3 separate regions of the Sus scrofa genome follow, and regions 2 and 3 are each linked to region 1. A link is a contact called in public Hi-C and HiChIP or PLAC-seq data. All regions are on one chromosome and are shown on one strand. Each heading gives the region's core, a stretch centred on a gene start, on an enhancer-like site or on the middle of the called end of the contact. The rest is flanking DNA. Distances are from core to core; before and after follow the strand shown.

Region 1 (2,822 bases), core at 231-2,730:
CTGAGCGGGGGATGCTGCGCTGGAGCCGCCGGCCTCTTAAAGGAGCCCGCTGCTGCCATCCGGCGCGCTCCAGGCTCGTCTCTGGCCGGTCTGGGCCCCGCACCTTCCTGCTGGCGGTGACCTGGGGCGGTCCCACCTCCGGCCTTTAACCGATTCCGTAGGCGCCCCCTATGAGCGATCTTCTAAGCTCCCTGCTATACCCTGAGACAAGAGCCCCTCAGATGGGACTACCCCAGCGCTCTAGCATCGCTCCCCCCGTCATGTTGATCTTGACAGCCTTCTTTCCCCTGTCACCACTCCAGTTTCACCCACCTGGGATCCATTCAGCTCAATCCCCGTTCCCTGCTAGTGTTCCTGGATAACCCCTCATTATTACTCCAAGATTTCTCTGGACCATCATCCCCGCACCGAGCAAGTCCGTCGGTGCGGGGACTTGCTTTTCCCTGACCCATTCTCAGAACACTCATTAGATTCAGACATTTTTTCGTGATCTCTTTCTCCAAGGTCACAAGATTCTCCCTACAATCTTTCAGGCCAGTGGCTGTGAGACTTCGGCGAGGAGGGAATGAAGCTCGGGACCTCAACATCCGCCTTCTGCTCTGCACACACATTAGTCAATTAGTCTTAACAGGCCAGAATCCTCTCTTGCTCTCTCTTTAGCTGAGAGACACAAGACGCAAGGCAGAGGGAATGAGATCACCATGTGCCTTAGTCCTTCTAATCCTGTCGTCCCATTATAGCCTGATTCTCAGGCTCCATAGGGGGGTCTCCTGGTGTAGGGGAACCAGCTACAGAAAAGTTCACTAGAGCCATTCTAAAGAGGCTTTAGAAAAGAAGCGGAAACCGACCGGCTGCAGGGCAAAATTAAGGGTAAGGGAAGTGAAGGACAACCTAGGAAAAAGTAGTCGTTTCTGTGAGACGAAGGCCCGAGAGCCAGGGTTTAGGTCAGAGGCTGAGTGGAAACTGAGACAGAGATGAACTTGGACTTAAAACTGACTGGCCTGGCGCTCTGAGGGGCAGAGAATAGTCCCCTCCCGCGTGCAGGCAGGACCCACCCTCCCAGACCGCAAACAGCCAGGAACCGACAGCAGCATCACCCCTGGGCCAATCACAACCTTTTCTCAAGAAAGAGGCGGAGTCAAAGGGGCTGAGCCTTCTCTTGTCCCCGCCTCTCTAGGTGAAATAACCAATTGCAATCCACCTAGAGCAAGTAGGTCCATTCGGGAATAACCAATTGTGCTGCAAAGCTTTTCGTGAATATTTGACCCTGCCCCTCTAGTTGCGACAAAGATGACGCGCGCGAGCTCCTGGGTTCTGTAGTTTTCTTGGGATCCGGAGGCCTTCTAGCTCGAGTTCGCCCTTACGGCGCCGTCCCCCAGCCGCTGCCAATCGGCTAGTACGCACGCCCAGAGCCCCAGCCCTGGGGAGAGGCTACGCGGAGGGAAGGAGGCGGGGCGATAATAAAAACAAGCAAACGAACCAACCCCCAAACCAAAAACACATCCTCGGCTTGGGAAGCAATAGTGGAGGGGTCCGCTCCTCCCAGAAGGCGGTGCTGCCAGCCTGGGCGGACCACGCGGAGAGTTGTGGGGCGGATAGCTGTCCTCCTGATGAAGACTCATAGAGTCGGGTGGGAGGGGGACTGCATATCCCAGCATGCCCCGCGGTGGGCCCGACCGGCCGCGACTCGGGGCTTGGCCCCGGCCCTAGCTCGTCGGCGGTGTGTTGGGGCGCGTGGAGGCTACAGTCACGGTGGCGCCCGCGGGGACGGAGGAGGGAATGAGTGAAGAGGAGCAGGGCTCCGGCACTACCACGGGCTGCGGGCTGCCCAGGTGAGCCGCCTGGTACCAAAGCCCGTAGGGCGCGGAACGTGGCGTGGTGCGGAGGGAGTAGCGGCGCGGGCCCCAGCATGCACCTGGTCTGCGGGTTGTTCCCGGCAAGCACTGGGGTAGTGGACCGTGGTTCCCGGCATGCACCCCGGCAGTGGCCACTGCCTCCGGCTTTAGCTAGTTTGGGATTGGCCTGGTTCCCAGACTGCACTGGGGCAATGGGCTTTATGCCCCCGACATTCAGTGCATTTGGTGGGTACTGGGTTCCTGGCCTGCACTGTGTCAGGGGACATGCACTTTCAACCTGCACTGGGGTACAGGATTCCCCCACCTTAACTGAGACAGGAACAGTGCTTTGCGCTTGCCCTGGGGCAGTGGACCCTGCTTTACCAGCCTGCACCTCTATTCCACATTGAACCCAGCCAATGGCTTCTTGAGGTCCTCTGGACCCTATGTCCCCCATAGCGAGCCTGGGTCTGATATGGCAGTGCTTGGCCAGGTGGGTGCAGAGAGGGGAGGTGTGATGAGGGTCTGTGCCCCTCCCCCCAGTATAGAGCAAATGCTGGCAGCCAACCCGGGCAAGACCCCGATCAGCCTTCTGCAGGAGTATGGGACCAGAATAGGGAAGACGCCCGTGTACGACCTTCTCAAAGCCGAGGGCCAAGCCCACCAGCCTAATTTCACCTTCCGGGTCACCGTTGGCGACACCAGCTGCACTGGTGAGGAAGGCTTGGGCAGCCTGGCTGGGGTGTGCATTCACAGGGCCCCATTGGCTTTATTGCTTGGAGTCTTTTTAAAGCCCTTTTCTCCAAGACCAGTGAGGGAAGGAGAGATTTCAGGAGGGGGGGGGGAGTCACTGGAGTGGGAGCACAGGTCTGTGAGGTGGGTAGGATTTGGGAGAATTAGAGGAACAAGCAGGACTGCCACAGGTGCTCTGGCAGATTGTCACCATCCTAGAGGAAAAAAATGAGAAGAGATAAACCGAAATCTCAT
Region 2 (2,822 bases), core at 166-2,665, 150 kb before region 1:
CCTTGCTCAGTGGGTTAAAAGAATCCGGCGTTGCTGTGAGCTGTGGTATAGGTCGCAGATGCGGCTCAGATCTGGCGTTGCTGTGGCTGTGGCGTAGGCTGGTGGCTACAGCTCTGATTAGACCCCTAACCTGGGAACCTCCATATGCCGCGGGAGCGGCCCAAACAATGGCAAAAAGACAAAAAGACAAAAAAAAAAAAAAAAAAAAAGAGAGCGAGAGATAGGCAGATAGGCATTAGGCACCCCTGCAAGGTGGTGATAAAGCAGAGGTGGTCTCCAAGGGTCCTAACAACAGGCCAGCCAGGGTTACATTTCAGGTAAAGACCGAAAAACGGACATTGATTATCTCCTCTTACCTCCCAGGCACTGTGGGGTCCCCAGAAAGACAAATGTTTATAAAACACAACAACCTTTGCTCTCAAGTGGTCCATAGGCTTAAATTAGGAAGCTTCTCTTCTCCAAAGCCGGGTCCGTGGTGTCCATATCCAGTGATGCTTAGTACACAGGGAAGCAAAGCAGGGGGACTTAAAAAAAAGAAAAGAAAATATTTTTGTACACACAATCTTCTCAGAGCTCAGAATCTTTAAAGGTCTTAACGCCATCCAGCTCAGCTCAGTATGTTCTGCAAATGGGAAGGGATTCCAGAGAAAAGTTCTTGGAGGGAAGGGCAGTGTGCAAATAGCTTCTAGACTTTTTCAGGTAACACCTTCTTAGATCCGGGACCCTGAAAGAAGAGGGAGCAAAGCTTCGAAGTACCACCAGGTGGCAGGAGTGAGCTACCCAACCGCTGCGCCAATGAACCTGCTCTCCAGAGCATGTTCTTGGGGCCAGAGGGTTGGCACGTTTTGAAGGTAACAATGGCAAAGCTGCCAGCGCTGAGGCAAGGGCTGGGGCGGGAAGAAGCCTCAGAGGGTTATGGTATTAATTCTGCACCTTTCCCCAGTCTTGACTCAGAGAAGGCAAGACCTTTGTCAAAGTTCCAAAAGTATCCAGACTGCCAGGCCGGAATTCAGCAAGCAAGGGTCTATTTTCTGCCCCACGCACCTGCCTATCAGCCTTTCACGGACATTTCCTGAGCATCTACTGTGCCAGGTATGTGCCAGAAGTGTCCAAAATAGCATTTAACAAGAAGTGTGCAATCTGGTGGAAGAGAGCCTGGTAAACAGCCATGCTTTTATGACATAGAGGCTGTTTGGAGTAGTAAAATGCACTGTCTTGAAAGTTAGACTAAGGTGTGAATTCAAGCTCCGCCACTTGCTATATGTGCAAATTCTGTAGGCCTCAACTTCCTTGTCTAAAAAATGGGGGTAAACAACTCTCATAGAAGATGAAAAAAAAAATTACATAAAAACTTACTGCCTAGGAGTTCCCATCGTGGCTCAGCAGAAAATCCAACTATGAACCATGAGTTTGTGGGTTCAATCCCTGGCCTTGCTCAGCAGGTTAAGGATCCAGCATTGCTGTGGCTAGAGCGCAGATCTGACCCCTAGCCTGGGAACCTCTATATGCAGTGGGTGTGGCCCTAAAAGCAAAAAAAAAACTTACTTCCTAAAAGGAAGAGAAAGACAAATATCACATGATACCGCTTATATATGAGATCTAAAAAAAAATGATACAAATGAACTTATTTGCAAAACAGAAACAGACTCATAGACATAGTAAACAAATTTATGGTTACCAAAGGGCAGAGGGAAGAGGAAGGAATAAATTAGAAGTTTGGGATTAGCAGACACAAACTACCGTATATAAAATAGATAAATAAGATCCTACTGTATAGAACAGGGAGCTATATTCAATATATTGTAATAAACTATAATGGAAAAAATATATATCTGAATCACTGCTAGCTAACCAGAAACTAACACAACATTGTAAATCAACCATAGTTCAATTTAAAAAGATAAAAATAGGGAGTGCCTGGAGTTCCCTTCGTGGCGTGGTGGTTAACGAATCTGACTAGGAACCATGAGGTTGCAGGTTCAATACCTGGCCTTGCCAGGTTAAGGATCCGGCGTTGCCTTGAGCTGTGGTGTAGGTCCAAGACGCAGCTCAGATCCTGAGCTGCTATGGCTGTGGTGTAGGCCAGTGACTACAGCTCCGATTCGACCCCTAGCCTGGGAACCTCCATATGCCGAGGGAGTGGCCCTAGAAAAGACAAAAAAAAAAAAAAAAAAAAAAATAGGGAGTTCCCATTGTGGCTCAGCGTTAACAAATTGGACTAGTAACTGTGAGGATTCGGGTTCAAACCCTGGCCTCATTCAGTGGGTTAAGGATCCGGCGTTGCCATGAGCTGTGGTGCAGGTTGCAAATGCAGCTTGGATCTTGAGTGGCTATGGCTGTGAAGCAGGCGGGCAGGTGGAGCTCCAATTTGACGCCCAGCCTGGGATTAAATTTAATATGCTGCAGGTGCAGCCCTAAAAGGTAAAAAAAAAAAAGTGTTCTGTGAAAGAAAGTAAAATGATTATACTTATGGCACAATTAAATTCTGCAGGCAAATTAAACACAACAGAGATTGAACCCACAAAACAAGTGTGTATATATTCAGGGACAAATAAACACATTAGAGTGGTGCTTTTAGGGAGGAGAGGAAGGGCTTAGGGATGAAGAGGGGGAAAAAAAACTAGAGAGGGGTCTTTTATGAACTCAAATGATGACAGTATAAACCTAAAACAAAAGCCAGTATTTTACCAGCAAAATGGGTTTCTTATAGAAGAGCAAAGAATTGCAGTGGTGGACAGGCAATCTATGGTAAACCACAGTCCAGAGAAGAAAGAAGAGGCTCCCTCTTTTATAAAGAAGGGACAGTTGAGAGGGGCTTTACA
Region 3 (2,822 bases), core at 186-2,685, 130 kb before region 1:
GCAGTAGAGGCCTCAGTTTTCGGGAATCCATACTTTAAGACATGATAGTAATATGGAGAAGTGCCGAGTTGTAGATAATGAAGTGGCAACATAGAACCTACAAGGGCGAAAGAGAATGGCTTTATGTTATTGACAGGCCACGCAGGCTGCCTCCACCAAAACTAGGGTAAAGGAGAGGCAGAATGAGTAGCCAGAAATTCAGGTGTTTCGGGAAAAATCACCTCTAACCTTTGCAGTTGCAAAAAGCAGGCACTCTATCTGGCTACTTGCTTTATGTTTAAACGTTATTTACAATTACGGGGTAGAGGCAGGGGCGGGGGTGGGGTAGCAGCTTACAGGACCTCGAACTCCAGGAAGTCCTCCAACACTCTTTAGCCTCAAAAGCAAGCTCTCGAAGAGTTAACCGGCCTTAAGTAGCTATCAACTTTGGGGGAATTTAGTAAAATGGCGTTTGCTGGAGTCTCACAAAGACCTTGCAAATTGGTCAGTGCGTTATTAACCTACTGTATGAGCGCCCTCGCCAGATCTCCTTGCGCCAGCACCCACAGGGGTTACACCATATTCTGAGGCATCCGCCTGCCAGTCCGCCCACCGCGGAGGGGGGAGACCTGAGAGGTACTTTTAAAAGCGGTTAAGTGAAGACTCAAACAAGCCCTGATGTCGAGGAAGAAATGCGACGCGCCGCGGGGCTCGGCCCTGACACTTGTTGAATTGCAGGGCTCTGCTGAAGCCTTGCCACCTAATCACGGTAAAGACGTCCCCAGAGGAGGGCCAAAATGGCGACGGACTCCTCTTGGCACAGCCCTGTTACCTCCCCGACAACTGGCGCCTCTAGTAACGCCCATTGGCCAAGCCGGAGGCGGTGCCTGGCTTCCCTCGCTGCCTCATTGGGCTGAGTGACTGAAGCAGCCGCCAATTCTCCCCTGCCTACTCCAGGTTCCCGCCCTCACAGTTTAAGCAGCATTCAATTGGCTTTTATTCACGTCAATTTGTGTCCTAGCGCGTCTCTTTTCAGTGTTAATCCAATCATAATTTTCCTGGCCGCCCGCCTGATTTCTGATTGGTTTTGATAAGCTTCATCCTATCCCATTCCTGTCTACTTTTTACCACCTCCCACCAGGACTTTGCCCAGGCTTGCCCAGGGTTTTGGTTGGTCGCTGTTCTGTCATTCCAATGAAAACCCTTCCTATCCCTACGTCTCAGCGAGCCCGCCTGGCAGTTGACTGGTTTCTCTCCAAGCCTATCATCTCTAAATCCCGCCTATCTTCACTTCCTGCACCTTTCATTGGCTTTTAAAACTGAGAGGGCGCCCTTTTTGGGCGGACACCACGCACGCAACTTTGTCTTACACGCCTTAGAGAGCAAACGAGTCTCGCCATTGGGTAATTTGCCTGTCTTTCTTTTGCAAGTCCCTCCTTTCACCCTCCCTTATTGGGCGGGGCAGCAGTGGAGGGGCGGGGCCTAGGCCGGGCTTGTGGCGCGCTGCTCCCTCCTCTTTACCCCCCCCTCCCTGTCCGGTCCGGGTTCGCTTGCCTCGTCAGCGTCCGCGTTTTTCCTGGCCCCCCCAACCCCCCCGGACAGGACCCCCTTGAGCTCGTCCCTCAGCTGCCACCATGAGCGGTAAGGATGAGTCCACTCCAAGCTTAGGGGTGGGAGGGGAGTGAGGGGGCGCGCGCGAGGGCCGACCGGGCGGTCCCCGCCGTGAGGGGGGCGGGCGGGAGGCGGCGGCGGCGGCCTTGGTCCCGCCCGGGGCGGAGGGAAGGGAGGGAGAAGGGGCAGTGGCGGGGCCTCGGAGGAGGAGGGGGATGGGCCGCCCGCCCCGGGGGAGGGGGCAGCGTGGCCTCGCCCGCCCCCTGCCCGCCCCAGCCACGGGGGACGGGCCTTACCCCCCACTACTCGGCCGCCCGCCTGAGGCTCCTCCTGCCGGGGGCTGGAGCCGCGGGGGCGGCCCGAGCAGTGCAGGCCCCGCCCGGGCCAACCGCCTCCCTGGTCCGCCCTCTGGTCGCCGCCGGCCCCAAGGCCCTCCTCCCCCCACCCCCCGAAGGTTACCCCTCCCCCCCGTAGATTACCCCTCCCCCTACCGTCCCGCCCTTTCCACGCCCCTCACCCCGAAACCGCCCTTTCCTTCTAGGGCCCGCCCTCTGTCCGCCCCGAAACTCCTGATTTCTAACCCCTGGACCTCTTTAGCCCCTTTCTAGTATTCACAAATGTTCCCCCCTACAAAACTTTTTATCTCATCTTTTCTCCTTCCCCTTCCTTTCCTCTTGTGACTTTCTACACTTGAATTCTTCCCTTTCTCCATCTCCTTTGACCCTAATTTGAGCAAGCTTTCCATCCACCCACATGTTTTATGCCTTATCTATATTTCTCCTTTTTTTCCCCGCAGGATACTTTTAAACTCCTTCAACATGTCCACGGACCCTTACATTGTCTATACCAAAAGCACCTTTTCATTGTTTTCTGAGTTTAATTTTGTACGAGGGAGAACTGCGGCCCAGTTTTGGCACCAAGGGGCCCAGTTCAGGTCTTCCTAGCCCTACAGCTGTCTCTTCTTCCCCAATCCTTTTTTGTTTGTTTGTTTAAATACTGGGACTTTCACCTTCCTGTTAGTCATTTTTGTTTGGTCCTAGTCTTCCTTACCCTTCTTCATTTTATCTTTTTTCTTTCCCCAACTTTAAGTTATCTTTTAATTCTTTTTAGACCAAGATCACTCCATGGATGAAATGACAGCTGTGGTGAAGATTGAAAAAGGAGTTGGTGGCAATAATGGGGGCAGTGGTAATGGTGGTGCCTTTTCTCAGGCTCGAAGCAGCAGCACAGGC

What was found. Hi-C and Micro-C count contacts between places; a contact is called where the count stands out from the background. HiChIP or PLAC-seq counts read pairs in DNA pulled down with a chosen protein or histone mark.
Region 2: a contact with region 1 is called in a Hi-C map of liver, with 2.8 times the contacts expected there. The contact joins the promoter of SP7 here to the promoter of TARBP2 in region 1. A contact is called at or near these places in 3 of 5 promoter capture datasets (fetal liver, fetal skeletal muscle and liver), 21 of 47 Hi-C or Micro-C datasets (alveolar macrophages, blood, brain and 13 more) and 2 of 2 datasets of contacts at active chromatin or transcription factors (alveolar macrophages and skeletal muscle).
Region 3: a contact with region 1 is called in an H3K27ac HiChIP or PLAC-seq map of alveolar macrophages. The contact joins the promoter of SP1 here to the promoter of TARBP2 in region 1. A contact is called at or near these places in 2 of 5 promoter capture datasets (fetal skeletal muscle and liver), 2 of 47 Hi-C or Micro-C datasets (fibroblasts and liver) and 2 of 2 datasets of contacts at active chromatin or transcription factors (alveolar macrophages and skeletal muscle).

Annotation. Positions count from the first base shown.
Region 1 is chr5:18,717,108-18,719,929 of Sscrofa11.1, forward strand. It overlaps TARBP2 (RISC-loading complex subunit TARBP2), which reads left to right and starts at 1,481. Exons shown (of 9, transcript XM_003126194.6): 1 at 1,481-1,832; 2 at 2,379-2,548. The coding sequence starts at 1,780. It overlaps MAP3K12 (mitogen-activated protein kinase kinase kinase 12), which reads right to left and starts at 102. Exons shown (of 14, transcript XM_003126192.6): 1 at 1-102.
Region 2 is chr5:18,565,253-18,568,074 of Sscrofa11.1, forward strand. It overlaps SP7 (transcription factor Sp7), which reads right to left and starts at 1,416. Exons shown (of 5, transcript XM_021091715.1): 1 at 1,357-1,416; 2 at 411-524.
Region 3 is chr5:18,587,328-18,590,149 of Sscrofa11.1, forward strand. It overlaps SP1 (transcription factor Sp1), which reads left to right and starts at 1,436. Exons shown (of 6, transcript XM_005652567.3): 1 at 1,436-1,620; 2 at 2,701-2,822. The coding sequence starts at 1,614. LOC102163309 (a long non-coding RNA gene) reads right to left here and starts at 1,309. Exons shown (of 3, transcript XR_002343962.1): 1 at 337-1,309; 2 at 1-97.